Regions from separate parts of the Mus musculus genome. Here region 2 is linked to region 1. The links are chromatin contacts, called in public Hi-C maps. All regions are on one chromosome and are shown on one strand. The core of a region is the stretch at or near the end of the contact, and the rest is flanking DNA. Distances in the headings are between cores, read along the strand shown.

Region 1 (5,090 bases), core at 1,221-3,720:
GGAAAGGGACGTTTTCAAGTGTTTAACACCCTTGACTAAGCAGTTTACCTCTTCCAGAGGATCTACCCCCATGTAAGTTCCCACAGCACACATCCCAGCTCTGTCCTCCCCCTACCCACTAGGAACAATACCATATTGTCTGACTACAAGCTATCTCAGAGGACTCCTAGCTCACTCACTTAAAAATGTGCATCTGAAGACATAGATCTATGTGTTGCAAGATAGGCCTGATGTGGACACACACAGGTGCCACTGTTACCATTTAAGACAGGTTGCAGGGCATGGGCAGATGTCAAATTATAAAGCCATGTAAAATGTAGCCCCTTCATTCAGAAACAATGTATTCTTCAATTGGTTTAAATGCTTTCTTAATGATTTTCAGTAAAGCTTTATGGCACCTTCTATAAAGGTTGTTTTAAAAGATTTATTCTGCATTCCTAATGATTTTTTGCTCTACTATAAGTTGTGCCTCTTGGCCAGTTAATGTATGTCTTTGACTGTTGGTGATAAAGGAAAAATGAAGAGTTGCGCTTCCATCCCCTCACCAGCTGCCTTTTTCTCAGAGTGCACCTGGTGTGAGTTTCTTCTCAGAGTGTACCTGGTGTGAGTTTCTTTGCAGCTTTCCCATCCACACCAACATTCTCTTTCATCTTACATTCTTATTTTGCTGTGGTGGTTGGGATTGGATAAAAATGAATATTTAATAGAAATGTTGATGGCCAGAAAACTGGCTCTGTCTGTGACTATAAGGAGAATAAATAAGAATTTTGTGAGAGTCTAAGTGTTTCCAAATATCATGAGTCTTGCTGTCTCCTGATTCAGAATGTATGGAGGGTTTGTTCTGGGCACAACGGCCATTCCAGTCATCTCCAAAATCACTATACATCAACTGTTATTTCCATTTTTCAGAGTGCCTATTGCTGGGCTACTGCACAAAAGGAATAAATAATAAATTATACATCGTATTAATTTTGGGCACAGTTGGCCAATTTCATATTATTCACAAAGGTCACACTGAACAGAACAAATGCACACAGAGGCATCAAGCAGACAAATCCAGAAGCAAAGGGGAAAACCTAATTCTAAAACTATTTTGCATTCAGGTCCGAAATTGGTTCCCTTAGAGGTCCTTACATTCTATTTGTTTGCAAAATTTAAAAAAGGGAGAGTTGGCAGCAGGGAGAGGTTGTTTATTAGTGCCAATAAGAACTCAGGGTTAGTTAGGAGCTGGGGTGGGAAGAGAGTTGGGGACGTCTTCACTTTCAGTGCCTTGAACCAATAAGATGCCAAGAAGAATCTGATCAGAGTAACTACCCAGCTCAAGGAAACCACTGTCATTGCTTTGTTAGAACCAATGGCACCTTCTAGAACAGTGGTTTCCAACCTTCCTGATGTTGTGACCCTTTAATCTAGTTGTTCATGTAGTGGTGACCCTCAATCATAAAATTATTTCGTTACTACTTCATAACTGTAATGTTGCTGGTGCTATGCATAGTATTGTAAATATGCAGGATACCTGATATGAGACCTCTATGAAAAGGTCTGGGGTGTGGGTGGGGGTAGGTGTGGGGGCAGGGTTGTGACCCCCAGGTTGAGAACCGATGTTCTAGACTATGCTACCAGAGAACATTTTTGTTGTTGTCTTCCTGTAAGAAAAAGCAAAGCAGTATTTGAAAGCGTTCTATTTGAAGAGTATGTCACAATGTAAATCATTTTTTAAAAATATGCACTTTGAAGGCATGCTATGTTTTAAAGACACTCCATTAGAAGAAGTAGAAAACGAAAGCAAAATTTTAAATCAAGTTTTTACTTTATCCACTGGTTCTCTTTAAAGAATTCCTTGTGGGTCACGCTGAGTCTTAATAAGTGGGACACTAAGTACTGCCTATGGATACCAGTAACAGAAAAACAATTGTGTTGACACAACAGGTTTTACAGATGGTATTTTCTAAGTTTTTTATTTGTTGAATGGACAACTTAGGATTTGTGGAGCTAGAGCTAGAGAAAGAGCTGATGAACTTCAAAACAGGCTTGGAATGCTTAACCGGTGTCCTTTCTAATGAACTGACTGCTAGTTCATTGACAACAGCAGATCTAAAAGGATTCTGCTCGCAGGCCTCCTGTGGCTGGAACACTCCAGCTGGCTAGCTCTGCAGAGATCTGGCCCCAAGAGGTCTCGCCGCTTTAAGCGTCCTAGGCCTTGGACACGCCCACCAGAAAGCCAAACACAAAGCGCGGTGTCTGCTGGAAGTTGTAGTTCCAGACCCTAGCAAGTCTTGACTCGTCCTCTCCTTCCATTTCATTGACTCTTAACAGACCACAGACTCTGAGACCGCTTCAGATTACGCATTGATCATTTCAAGGTATAAGATGAGAGGAATTTTCTTTAATCACCGGATCTGGGCGCTGCTGCTGCTGCTGCTTAGAAAGTATCTGGAAGGCGCGCATGCGCGTGAAGGTAGACAACACAGCCTCTGACTCCCCTAGAGCTGGGATGAAGGGGACTTAGGCCCTGTATATAGTAACAGTTTGTGATAGTGTGGTTTGCAGGTTGTGACGGAAACCGAGGAAGGCAGACGGTCACGTTAGGACCCCATCTGGACTTCTAGGACACTTCCACCTTCTAGTTGTTCCCAATTTGCAGAATTGCAGTTTTTTCCATATCCCTTCATCTCTTTATGGAAAGGCTTTCCCTGCGGCGTTGTGAAATCCTCAGCTCTTCAGCCAAGGCCTTTTAGCCTGCCTGGAATTCAAACTGTCTCTCCTTGCCAGCTTCAGGTCATTCCAGGCAGCAAAAGGCACGGGCTGTACAGGCGTTGCTACTGCTGCTCTTCCTCGTCTTGCAAAGCTGGAGCCAGCCAGATAGAAGCTTGGATACCTGAAGCTTAGAAAGTGTTTGGAAGGAACGCAAGCGATGCGCATACATGATAGATAAGTAAATGCATAGATTAGATGTCTTTAATTCTTAAAGGGCCTCTCATAGCTTTCCTGTGTTCTTTGAGGTGGCAATTGTTATGCAAAAGAGCGGGTGAGAATCTATGACTGTAGTCAGTGGCAGAACCGCCAAACTGAAAGTTGTAGGAGTTACAAATCTGCTTTTCCATCATATCAAAGTAGACAGAGCTAAAGGGGACCAAGGCTGCACCTGATGTTGACTGCCTTTCTGAATAGCCAGTCCAGACCACAGCCGCTCTTAAAGTAGTGAGCAATTGCCTTTCAGTGAGTGAATCTCCTTCCAGCAAATACAGAGGATGTTGCTTGGAGACATGCTTAAGACTGAGCAAACACGTTGTGCTGGACTCTGGAAAGAGAAGCATTAGATTTTAGCTAAGGGAGTGACCAGGTTATGCTCTAAAGTGCCCTTCATTTCTCAGAGAGAAGAGTGAGCCACACTGTCTGTGTATTTGCAATCTCCCATTCTGCAAATGTAGTGCTGTTATTCCTTGCATCAGCAATGCTAACACAAATGTCAAATAGGCATATAAGTGATGAAATCCCCTGGCCTTGTTGCCCATGTCTCTAACCTCAGCACTGGGAAGGCAGGCAAATAATAGATCTCTATGAGTTCTAAGTTAGCCTGCTCTATTATCATGAGTTCCAGGCCAGCCAGGGCCTCCTAGTGAGAATCCGTCTCAAACAACAACAAAAAACAAAGTGCAGGAATCCTCTATCTGCTCTTCAGGTTGCACCAGTGTGGGTCAGGAGAAGGAGAGATGAAAACAGAGGTGTAGATCATACAAAATCGAGGGGCAAGGCATACAGAGCTGCGTAGAAGAGGGTGTGCAGAAAAGCAGTATTTGTTATGAGGGGATCTCTGTTGAGCTTTTAATCAACTAATAAGAAGTTGTCACCCCAGAGCTCCCACATGAGTTCTGTCTGAGAGGAAAGGGGGCTGGTTATTTGATCTGCAGGTATGGGCACAAAATGCTCCTGTCTCCCTGGCGCTCACCTGGTGAAAGCAGACTGTACAGAGTCCCTGGCTCTCCTGAAATGTCTGTGGACCACTCTCTGTAAAAATGCCTTTTGAGTGCACTGCACATTCCTTTGGACCTCTTCTGCACTGGAACGTCTTGTTCCTTCGGGGATTTGATATTTGGGAACAGCCAGAAATCATTTGGCTGCACATTTGGAAGGCAAGGAAAACTATTGCACTACAGAACTGCTGCCGGTGAAATCTGGGAGGTGGTTTTGGGTGTGAACCAAAGGCAGGGTTTCTTACCTTGAAACATGGAAAATTTGAATATACCTTTTTTTTCTAGGGAGGAGGGGTAATGTTTTTAGCTGATACTACAGCCTCTCAACGAATCCCGATGATTCAAACAAGTTAATGATCATAAGGTCATTTCTCTGTGGGTTGTGGAGAGAAGTCATGTGTCAGGAGAGCAGAGGGCTGCTTACAGCTTCACCTATAATTTAATGTGTGGTCACAGTGGTTTCCAGAACTCCCAAAACATCACATGGGTTGAGTTGTACCTATAGTACTGAGTTGCTCTGCGTCTTTGTTAGGGTTTCTATTGCTGTGATGAGACACCATGACCAAAAATCAAGTAGGGAAAGAAAGGATTTACACTTCCGCATTGTAGTCCATGACTGAGGGAAGCCAGGACAGGAACTCGAAGAGGAGAGGAACTCGGAGGCAGGAGCTGATGCAGAGGCCATTGAGGGAGGCTCCTTACTCAGCCTGCTTTCTTATAGAACCCAGGGCCACCAGCCCAGAGTTGGCCCCACCCACCATGGGCTGAGCTCTCCCCCATTTATCACAAATTAAGAAACCTCCCTATAGGCTAACCTGAAGCCTGATGCTATGAAAACATTTTCCTGATTGAGGTTCCCTCCTCTTAGAAGACTTTAGCTTGTGCTGAGCTGACATAAAGCTATCTGGAACACTCTGTGATTCCATAAAATCCAAGCAGAGATATCTCAAGAAAAACAACAAAAGAAAACCCTTGATTTTGAAGACCAAACATTCCTTGTCCAAGCGGTTAATTCGGCCTGCTCAAATAACTCTCTTAAATGTCAGTCTTCTCTTGAATGACTTAGGACTAACGTGCCTGACCACAGACATCAGCATCCTGATATCAGAACTGGGA
Region 2 (4,868 bases), core at 2,138-4,637, 400 kb after region 1:
CAAAACAAAAACCACTACAGTCACCCCATACAAGCCTGATCTGTACGTAAATTGTGACCCTGTGACTCAGTTCTAGTGGAACTGTATCAGTGACAAGTGACTGCTAGGAAATGCCTTTCAAGAGCCATTGACTTCTGCTTTCCAGACGGTTGGGATTCAAATATGGTGGCTAGAAGGCCTACAGCCTTCCTGGGTAGTGACATAACCTTGAAACTAGACTGCATACAAGATGAAGCAGTGTGAAAGTGAGGCACCTGGGTGCTGGCTTACAATGTCAACTGCGGTCTGCTGACCTCTGTCTATGGAAACCAACTATTATTTGGGGAGTTTCCATTGTGGATGAACCCAGCGCTCACCCATCTCCCAAATATAACTTAATATTAAGGTGACTTAGCAGTATGAATGCTGATTATATAGTTCATTCAATAACAGAGCACAGGTGCAGTGGACTAAATCTGACAAGCCTGGAGTTTAATGGTGATAATGCATTTGCTTCCATGGGCCCATAAAGCCAGGTCACAATGGACAAATGAGGCGGGTGTGCCCTGGGGACCTTCTGAATGGCATCAGTCTTATTAAGAAAATGGCGGAGTTCCTATCACAGAGTAGGGACTCTCGGTTGTGCGTCCCCAGCACTCCCTATGCCTTCCCATTACGCATCTGAATTCAAGGCGCACTCTGTGTGAGCTGATGGTGGGTGTTCGAGCTTGGGCGATTCTTCGGCTCTATTATCAGCACGGCAGACAGCAGGAGGAGGGAGATGAGTCTGCATTACTTTTTGTAGGTCAGCCTGTACCTGAACATAAACAAATGGAACACTTTCAGAGAACGCCTGGAAAAGATATCTGCTTGAAAAAGAGACAGGCTAGTTATTCATATCTCATGGGATGATGTAGGAAAATAAGCCGTTTCTATAATCTCATCCCAGACCCCTGAAAGAGCCTAGTGATTACAAAGACATATTTCTGTTCCATCTGCCAATTAACATGTTAGTCATGCGTTTCTATCCGGCTGCTGTAGTGACTGCTAATTGTCTTACCCAGTGTGGATGATACCGGCCTTCCTCATGGATAGAACCCAGATGCCACGTCGATGGGCCAAGTGCAACACCTTATCATAGTTCCCAGAGGCTTGCAGTGGCCCTCTGACTAGTGAGATGCAAGCTGCGGTATTACGATATTCCCAGTTCTGCCCACCTGACATAGCTGCTTCCTGTCTTGATTTCCTGGTTTTTTGTTTGTTTGTTTTTGTTTTGTTTTGTTGCAGTTGTTGTTGTTTTTTGGTTTTTGGCTACCAGAGGGACAACTGTAATGGCTGTAATCTCCCAAGCCTACGTGACACCCAGACACTGACAACGACAGTACTGGAAGATGGAGCATCTTCGAAGAGTTCCCCAGATCTGGCCTTGCTGACTTTGGGCTGGCTCCAGGAGAACTGATCCCTTTTCTCTTTTGTTTTGTTTTGCACAGTTGACACCATGTCCTAACTTAGGCGCTGTGCTCGGTCTCGAGGGGCAGAAGGCTTTCCTGTCGGATACTCAGGCATTTCCCATTTATCAAACAGGATGTGAGGAAAACTCAGAACTGAAGCAGGCCCGAGACTGACTTAATTCTGGGGAGGAAGTGAAGGCCCAGGCTCTGGAGAGAGCTGCAGAAGCTGGTGACACTGGCTGCAGCTGGGACATTACAGTATTGAACGCATAGTGTAAGGTCGCTTCAGGGACCACAAACTCCATTCTAGTGTAAGACATTTTCTAATGGTCAGGAAAATGTTAAAATGTAGAGAGCACCTTCTTGGAGACAGGGGGTAGGAAGAATAGGAAGAGGAACTGTGGGAGGGGAGACCAGAAGGGGACAATGGCTGGATTATAAAGAAATAAAATAATAAGAAGAAGAAAAAAATGAAGGTGGACTCAGGGCATGCTGAGTTCGTTCACTGAGCAGTGGTTTCTGCCCATGGGTGGCATTCAGATGCATGCCTTTCATTAAAGTCTCTTACTCTGTGCTCTCTGTCATCCTCCCTGGATAGCCACAGAATGGAAACTTTAAATTTCCCATGGAATTTTTGTTTGTATTTCATTTGTAGCAATGTAACTTACCTCCCTCTCCCTCTCCCTCTCCCTCTCCCTTCCCCTCTCCCTCCCCCCTCCCCCCAGTCTGTGGATGTGGATGTGCCAGAAGTCAACTTCAGATGTGATACCTCAGAATGCTTTCCATCTGTGTTTTGAGACAGACTCTCACTGGCCTGGAACTGATCAACTGAACCTAGGATCAGACAGGCCAGAGATTCCTAGTGATCATAGGCAGATCTGCCTCCCAGTGCACCGACAACCACACCCTTCTCTCTGACTCGGTCTCTCCCACTTCCGGTTGTGTCTTATTTAGGTTTACCATTGCTATGATGAAACACCATGACCAAAAGCGAGTTGAGGACAAAAGGGATAATTTGGTTATGTTCCCACCTCCATAGTCTAAGCCATCGCCCCCTGTGGTTCTGGGGGTTCAACTCAGAACCCCATACTTATGCAACAAGCATCTCCCCAGCTCACCCCAGCTCATTTTAGACTATCAGAGTTGTTATTTAACTTGGATTTATCATGTTAATGTGGCAGTAAAACACAGCAACATTTTGATTTTCAGATACTAATGGGTATATTTCTTTTAATCTGTGTTTAAAGCCATAGTAATAAGATCCATTCCCAACTACACTGTTACTTTTATGTCCAGTAAACTAGCCATTAAGACCATTTTTGGCAGCAATTTCTGTAAATACATGAATATTCTTTGTGGAAAAGGGGTCTTTTTCTTTCCTTGGTGGAGACCAGGCTCTTTGATGGGTAGATTTGAGAAAAGCTGAGTCTTTATTGGATCTAATGAATGATCCCTTGATGAAGTCTAAATTCACAGGATGAGCTTCATGACTTTGTAGAAGTGCCCCATAGGAACTGGCAACTGGTAAGGGCTCAACAGATGCTTGGTGAATGGATAAAAGAACAAACAAGTCCCCTGGTAGCCCAACTGACTCATGAGTTGAGACTACAAGACAACAATGTTCAGTATATACAAGGAGCAAATCAGTACTTATAAGCCCACACCATAACAGGGAATGCAGGGAGCATAAAGGTGATGCATATAATGGAAATTGCTGAGGCCCCCTCTAGACCTGCTGAGTCAGAACCTCTGCAACTAGAGGCACAAGAATCTACATTTTAACGGCCTCTGCTGCAGGCACACCAGAGGTGTGCACGCACAGTAAACTTTGAGAACTCTGGGCATCCATGCTGGCTGTTCAGCTGAAGCCTCCACACTCAATGTGACCTTAGAATGAGGCTGGAATTGCAGCCAGAGCTGGGTTTTCAGGCCATCCTTTTGCAAATGTGCTTTTGTCTGGTGACACCTGCTGGTAGAGAGGGATAAATGGACAAATTCAGCCAACCAAATTGCAACTCAACTGTCCCCGTGTATCTGAGAAAGCTAGAATTCAGATCTGCTTTCACTATTTACTAGCTTGGGAATGGCCTCAATTCGTTCATACTTGGGTGGTATCCTTCTATTGCCTTAGGCTCGGCTAGTTCATTCAATTACCTTCCCTGGTTTTGTAGGGGGTGGGGGTTGTTGTTGTTTGTTTGTTTGTTGTTTTGTTTTTTACATTAGCTATTCCTATTCTTTCTGTGCTCCTTGGGAATATTACCAACCTTTGGTTTTCCACTAAAAAAAATGCACTCAACTTTTTAACCAAAGGATTCATTCCCAGACTTTGTTTTAGGGAAATATCAAGTCAATCTTTATTTCTTATTAAAGATTCCAAATGAGATAAGGAAAAACAAAAAGGAGTCCTTTGAATTTTTAGGGGTGGAAATGTGTGTGGTGGTGGCAACAGGTCATCCTTCATGACAGCAGCTGAATCCAGCTGAACTGGGTAAGATTGTATTTGATACTTGGTTGTTGAGAATTTCACATAGATTCAACATGAAAATTACCAGTCCATTTAGCAAGTCTCTTGCTTTGGGGTAATTAGATGTATTGTTTGTTGTTTGTATGTTTAAATACTAATTGGTGAGAGGCATGTTTGCACAACAGGGTGACTTGCTCCATGTATACAATCAAGACCTCCTTTCAGGAGGATGAACAAGCTGTTCCATTTTCTCTCCTCCTTCCCATCCTGCATGGTCTTCAGCAATATCTTATGTATCTTTCCCTTGTCATGGCTGGGCAGCAGCATCATAGGAATCTAACAAACTTGAACTTGGATCCGGCCAACCCTGTCACTTGGGCAAGTCACTCCCCTCTTTATCGGGCACCAGGGATCCAGTGATGCTCTGAGGATTCAGTGCGGAAGGGTGATGAAATGCCAAGTGTGAGAAGCTAGCTGAGCTTGGCTATCAGGTCTCCCTTCTTCTCCCCTCCCTTGATACAATGAGTCTTCAGAAGGCCAGTCAGCGCACACTGGGGCCTGCAACAGTGTTACTATCACATAGTTCATGCTGCTCCCCCTGCCCCCCCCCCACCGCTGTCCTGATAGGCGTACTTTTAGAACAGATGGATTAAGTAATAACGCTCCTCTAGGGCAGATGCTCTGTCCCAGTCTCTCTGTAAACGTTTGAAGGTCTTTCTGGAATGGAGTCTGACAGTCATTAACCAGCCCCACTACACACCCAAGAGGACTCCAGACTGTCAGTATTTACCCAACCTGGGCCATGGCTCTAGTGTAATTCCCCAAAGCTAGGGTTTCCTGCCCTATGGGCCAGGCTGTTCCGTCTACACAGATAAGCAGCTTATGTCTGACTGGCCCAGCCCCAAATCGGGAGAGGGTCTCTCTGCTTCTCCTTCCCAAGCGTGACCTTTTTATTGGCAGATATTGCCTAACAG

What was found. A called contact is a pair of places that touch in the nucleus more often than the background predicts.
Region 2: a contact with region 1 is called in a Hi-C map of liver, with 5 times the contacts expected there. The contact joins two enhancer-like sites. A contact is called at or near these places in 4 of 484 Hi-C or Micro-C datasets (cerebral cortex, cortical neurons and liver), 5 of 115 datasets of contacts at active chromatin or transcription factors (SST interneurons, cardiomyocytes, embryonic stem cells and 2 more) and 1 of 9 other capture datasets (embryonic stem cells).

Annotation. Positions count from the first base shown.
Region 1 is chr4:53,193,956-53,199,045 of GRCm38.p6, forward strand. No RefSeq gene overlaps it. Among named protein-coding and RNA genes, the nearest start is that of Lexis1, 22 kb to the right of the region's middle. Within about 2 kb of position 2,471, at least 288 of the 459 cell types and tissues checked have an H3K27ac peak or open chromatin away from gene starts, as enhancers often do. A contact at or near this core is called in cerebral cortex and liver, where this site is marked.
Region 2 is chr4:53,591,039-53,595,906 of GRCm38.p6, forward strand. It overlaps a transcript of Slc44a1 not described here. Among named protein-coding and RNA genes, the nearest start is that of Fsd1l, 38 kb to the right of the region's middle. Within about 2 kb of position 3,388, at least 37 of the 459 cell types and tissues checked have an H3K27ac peak or open chromatin away from gene starts, as enhancers often do. A contact at or near this core is called in cerebral cortex and liver, where this site is marked.